2 separate regions of the Ovis canadensis genome follow, and region 1 is linked to region 2. A link is a contact called in public Hi-C data. All regions are on one chromosome and are shown on one strand. The core of a region is the stretch at or near the end of the contact, and the rest is flanking DNA. Distances in the headings are between cores, read along the strand shown.

Region 1 (2,831 bases), core at 160-2,659, 36 kb before region 2:
AGATGTATATATTTCATAGGTTCATACATCTTTAAGAGGCATTTCTGCCACTTGCAACCAGACCGTCTTATATACTGCTCTGAAACATCTGGACATTTTGTGGGAGCTTTCCTTCCTGCAGAGGGGAGCAGGAGTGGGTTGGGGAGGACGTGAAGGCCTTGAGGTTAATGTGCTGGAAGCTGCCTCTGAGCTTGTAAATTAAGAACTAGCATCTTTGAACCCACTGAGTAAATCTACAGGAAGATAGATTTAAGCTGAAAATAATGTCATTTCCACACAGTCTTAGGAGCATATGTGTGCAGCCTCAAAGCTAAAAGCTACTAGACATTTTGCTCCGGAGCTCTCAGCCTGGTGACAGCGGTGTGCCCAGACCGGGTCTCCCCAGGGTCCAGCAGGGCAGGTGCAGGGGACATGGCCAAGCAAAGCTTCAGCCTCAGGTGTGAGGTACAGTAAGGACTGCCTCTGGCCCAGCTGGCTCTTCCAGTTCAGCCTGCACGTTCCTTCCTGTTCCTTCCCTCATCCTCTGGCAAACAGTGGCTGCAAACCAGCACCCAGAGAGCCAGGGGATTCCCACGGGGGCCTTCCCTGGGGTAGGGGCTCTGCCAGTCTACTCTTGGAAGCCAAGAAGAGTGGGAGGAGGGGTGGAGGGGGGGTGGAGGGGGGGCAAGCTGGCCAAGGTACCTAAGGGGCCCCTTGGGCCTCCTCTCCTCCACCACCTTCCAGCTCCCCAGGGCTTCAACCCTCTTCTCCCTACACCCACCCCCTCCCACCACCTGCCACTCACAGGTCGAGGTGGACAGGTAGCTCTCTCGAGGGGGACGGAAGTTCAGAAACTACCCCTTCCAACCCAGTTGCTTTACACAAGGAGAAACTGGGACCAGGGAAGTGAAGTGGGCTGTTAAAGGCCGCATGGCTATGAGAAGGCGCTCCGGAGACAGAACCTGGGGCTCTAGACGGTGGCTCTCTGTGCGGGGGCGGGCAGACGGGCCATCGGGGCTGGACGTGGAGCGGTCTCTCTTTCCCTCCCTCCGTGAGCTGGAGGGGAGCCCAGCACTAGCGACAGGCAGCCACGGAGGTGGACGGGTTTGAGAGGCAGGGGCCCGGGCAGTCTGGACGGTCAGGAGGGACGCCGCAGTTGCGTCCTCCGTGGCGCCTTTGTCTTCCTGCGGCGCGGTGGGCGCGGAGGCCGGGGAAGCCGCGCGGGGCGCCCCGGAGCTGCCCCGGGGCCCGGGGAGGGAGGCCCGGCCGCCGCGCCCTGGGTGGCCGGAGAGGCCCCCCGCCGCCCAGGCGCCCGCCGCCCCCGTGTCACCCGGCCCAAGTCGCCGCGCCGCCGCCCGCGGTTCCGGCCTCCTCCGCCGCTTCCCTTCCCAGGGGCCCTGGGGCGAGAGCCTGGCCCGCCTCCCTGGGGCGCGCCCCTGGGTCCCTCCCTCCGAGCTCCCGGGCGGCCGTCCTCTCAAGTGTGGCCCCGGGACCAGCAGCATCGGCCTCCCCCGCCCTCGGAGCTTGAACTTGCAAAGGCAGACTCCCGGGCCAGCACTGGTCTCTGGACCCCGCGCGCTGTGTTCGCGGGCCCTGCCGTTGACCCGCACGGTCGCGAAGTCTGAGACCCGCGGCTCTGGAGCAGGGACACCGCCCCGTCCAGCTCGGAGGGAGGGCAGACCCTCCCTCCTTGAGGCAGCGATCCTGTCTCCCTGTCTCGGAGCCCTCAGGTAGCCGGCTGTTTCTCGCAGCCATCGGCCTCTGCTGAGTAGTGACTGGTGAGGGAGGGGGAAGACCTGTTCCCATAGGCAGACCTGGATTTCCGTACTAAAAATTGTCTTTCCTGGATGATGACCCGGAGTGACTTGGAAATTGACACGAATTATTTCAAAGAATTGATCCCCTTAGCGTCTTTTTAGATTAAATCCCAAGTTGTTCACAGTGGAGGTGGAAAAAGCACTCCGGCTGTCTTGTCCCTGGCCTCTGAGATGCTCACAGCCCCTGGAGGCTCATATATCCAGCCCTGTGCTAGAGAACCAGGACCATTGCTTTATGGATGTCATTTATAAACTGAATGAAAACCCATCCAAGAAATTGTGGAACACTTTTGAAGATACTGATCTAAAGGCTCACTAAAGATTATTCTCATTTCATAAGGAGAACTACTTTCCTGACCTTGAAAACTGTGGGAAAAGGAAAAAGCTATAGTCATATTTTATCTGTTTCCCCCAGAATATTCCTTAATATGTTTACATAATGTCTTCAGTAAAATTAAAAACATGCATACCTTTGGGCCCAACCCCTGAGGCCCAGGTCTCAGCTGTTAATATAGTGACGAAGTTGAGCCTAGGGGCCATGGCTCAGTGGGGCTGTCTCCATCTACAAATCCATTTGCAGTCATGACTTCTGAGTCCTTAACCCAAAGGAGTACAGGTGAGAATGGGGGGAAACTCGGGCATAGATTGGCCAGCTCTCTCAGGTTCCATCTCACAGGACCCTCCGCCCTGCTTCTGACCATTTGAAAAAGCAAGGGGAGCTGAAATTAAGAAGGTGGACCCTGGGGGACTGGGCCCTCCAGCTGGTAGTTAAGTAAATCTGGGTGAGTGGTGTTGGGAGAGGGTTTGATAGAGCAAGGGTTTGTTCAGAGCTAACTGTGATGTGTCAGGAGCCTTGGAAATATCCTTTCTCTTTGTCCCAACAATTCCATTTCAGGCATTTCTCCTATAGGAATAATCAAATAGGCTGTAAAGGAATTACAACAATATGGGAGTGCTTTAAACAGGAAGGGCACAATCACATGAGAGAACAATCTACAGCCATCAAAAATACCATTTTCAAAGAATTTCTAATAT
Region 2 (2,824 bases), core at 252-2,751:
CCACACCGTCCTGTGTGACTGCTGGTGACTACGGGCTGCTGAAGGGTCCAGCAGTGCCCATGCTAACACTAAAAACCATAAAAACGAGGCGTTCACAGTAACGCTAATGACTCAGAATGATGACTTTCCCTCACAGAGCTACCCAGTTTGAAGAAAAAAGAAGCTATGATGTGTGACGAGTGTCTTCAAGCAGGCTAGCAGAAGCTATTTCCTCATTCAGACATCCTGAGCCGCCAAACCCAAAGTTAAAGTCCTGTAAATGGAAACACGCGCACACTTTCAGTTTCTTTCGGGGGCAGTGGAAGAAGAAAGAAGTTGCCCCTGGCAAAACTACTGAGTGGGTGACAGTCTCTCCAGAGCAGGAGAGAGGCTGGCTACAAATGCCGGTGAGACAACTTCTGAAACACAGAATATTCTCATCTCTCCCCTCTGACGCCTGCCTTAGGGTATGCTTTGGGTCCTGCTCTTGAGGTGGTCCAAGTGGAGAGCCCCTGCTCCTGACCAGGATGCCTGCCACCAGCCTCCGGCGAACTCTGGGAAGAGCTCTTTTGTCAGCTGGTCACACAGCACCTCCCGGGCAGGAAGGAGAGGCCCCCTCCTTGTTCCACAGGGGAAGCCAGGTTCCCTTAGACAACTTTCTATACTGTTAAAATATTACACCTTAATAAACATCCAACATTCAGGAATCTGATAATGGCTATGCTTTTGACATCCTTCCTCCCCCAGGTAACAGCAGAAGCCACGGGGTGGGGGTTGGGGGACACGACTTAGGACACCCTGAAGGGACATGGGCGGGGGGATGCTGGCAGATCTGGGAGAGAGCTGACAGAAAGTGGGGTACTCCCAAAGCCAGTGCTCTGGGACAACCTAGAGGGATAGTGGGTAGGGAAGTGGGAGAGGGGGTTCAGGATGGGGGGAACACATATGTATACCCATGGTTGATTCATGTTGATGTATGGCAAAAAGCATCACAATATTGTAATTATCCTCCAATTAAAATAAATTAATTTTAAAAAGAAAGTGGGGTGCCTGCAAGGATCTGCCAGCGGGGGTGTTCCATGCACTGTGACCCGTGCAGTTCCCCAGTTCCTGGGGGTGAGCCTCCGGGAGGCCATGCGGGGGTCAGCACTCCCCGAGGCTGCCTGCAGACCCCAAAGCGACTGCTTCCGGCCTCCGGGAATGGCAGAAACACGGGCAAAATTCCAACAGGGAGAAAGCCTCTGAGTGTTTACTCCCAGAAGACAAGGGAGGGTGAGTAACTGAACCCCTAAAGCTGCCCCTATCGGGGAAGTTTTCTTTTTTCTTTTTCTTTTTTTAAGCCCAAGCTCATCCAGGATGAGGTCCCTGCAGTAACATCCATGCTAATTGCTAAGTAAGACAAAGCCTTCCCTAACAAATCAGCAATGTAATTATGAAGCCAGTCACTAGATCTAGCCAGTTAGGCGCGCTCGGCGCGGCTCCGAGGCTGTAACCCGACACCACTGTTTGCGGAGGCGCCTCCCCGGGCTCTCCTGGCGGCGCTCTCTGCCGCGGGTAGCGCGCGGCCGCGCATCCGCGATCAGACTCCAGTCGGACGGGTCCCGCAGCGAACAATCCCCGGGCTTTCTCGACAGCGTCTTAAAGCCTGGAGACAAACCGAAATTCGGCCAGGAAGTCAACCTCGAAGTCAACAGCTTTTACTGTTTGGGGATGTAAGAAACTCTTGCCTTCCCTCCTAGGACTTTTATCTACTTCTATGAAATTGCAGACGGTTTCTGACTGGTTTGTCAAACATAACCTTTCCTCTTGGAAAAAGAAAAGGACATTTTCAAATGTTGATAACTGCATTTAGCAAACAAATCCTGCGAGATAATATTTCAAGTGAATATTTCTTAGGAATAAATTATGGCCTTGTTAATAAACATTGTAAAGAAACAGGTTTTTTAGACTGTAACTGTTAAGTAATAGAAAATATTTCTAATATCCTGTCTTACTGGTTCCTCAGCCAGCTGGGAACTTTAGGTTTTAGACCTAACTCTTAGGAAGCTAGGGACATCAGTCACCTTCCAAAGATACTGAGGATGTTTACAATCCTTAGTTTACGTAACAATTTTGACTAAAAGCACTGCACACCTAAAGCAAAAGACTGAGCCGAATTATACAGTTTCTAAATTTAAGATAAGCAAAAAAAAAAAAGATTCTAAGCCTGGAATAGGCTTTAAAATACTCTAGAAAAAAAAAGACCATGAAGATGAAACAAGACTGACAAAATATTGATGACTGTTAAAGCCCAATGATGAGCACAAGGGGATGCACTGTACTCTATTTTTGAGTGTGTTTGGAATTTTCCATAAGAAAAAGGTAAAACATGTACACACACATCAATACATATTTTTTAAATTCTACAAATTTAGAAAAAGTCAAACAAACACAATGAACTATTTACACCCTCAGTGAGAACTATGATATTAACTTGATAGGCTATTTTACTCAGAAAACGCTATAAATGCTCTTTGTAAACAAGCATGCCCACTACAAGTTGGAGCTCCTCTTGAGCTTTGAAAGAGTATCACATCTAACCACAAGGGGGCGCAGGAGAGCAACAGGCACTCCTGAATTCTGATTATTCACCACAATTTCTATCTACAGATCTCAAAGTATACACATTTCCAAGACTGTTCCCTAATTCAGGTCTCCATAGGACACTGCTTGGCAAGCCAAGAGCCCTGCCAAGACCACACTATATTATGCTATGGTTCAAAATCTGGAAATATTGTATAAAGAAAAGGTTGTTGTCTGTATATAAGTAACACTGATGTTTCAAAATCCATGACTAAAATCCCTG

What was found. Hi-C and Micro-C count contacts between places; a contact is called where the count stands out from the background.
Region 1: a contact with region 2 is called in a Hi-C map of fibroblasts, with 2.3 times the contacts expected there. The contact joins two enhancer-like sites. A contact is called at or near these places in 2 of 2 Hi-C or Micro-C datasets (fibroblasts and lung).

What each region holds. Positions count from the first base shown.
Region 1 is chr3:43,769,514-43,772,344 of ARS-UI_OviCan_v2, reverse strand. No RefSeq gene overlaps it. Among named protein-coding and RNA genes, the nearest start is that of AFTPH, 89 kb to the left of the region's middle. Within about 2 kb of position 1,409, the one cell type or tissue checked has open chromatin away from gene starts, as enhancers often do. A contact at or near this core is called in fibroblasts, where this site is marked.
Region 2 is chr3:43,734,023-43,736,846 of ARS-UI_OviCan_v2, reverse strand. The region is part of intron 1 of SERTAD2 (SERTA domain containing 2); the gene reads right to left. Among named protein-coding and RNA genes, the nearest start is that of SERTAD2, 99 kb to the right of the region's middle. Within about 2 kb of position 1,501, the one cell type or tissue checked has open chromatin away from gene starts, as enhancers often do. A contact at or near this core is called in fibroblasts, where this site is marked.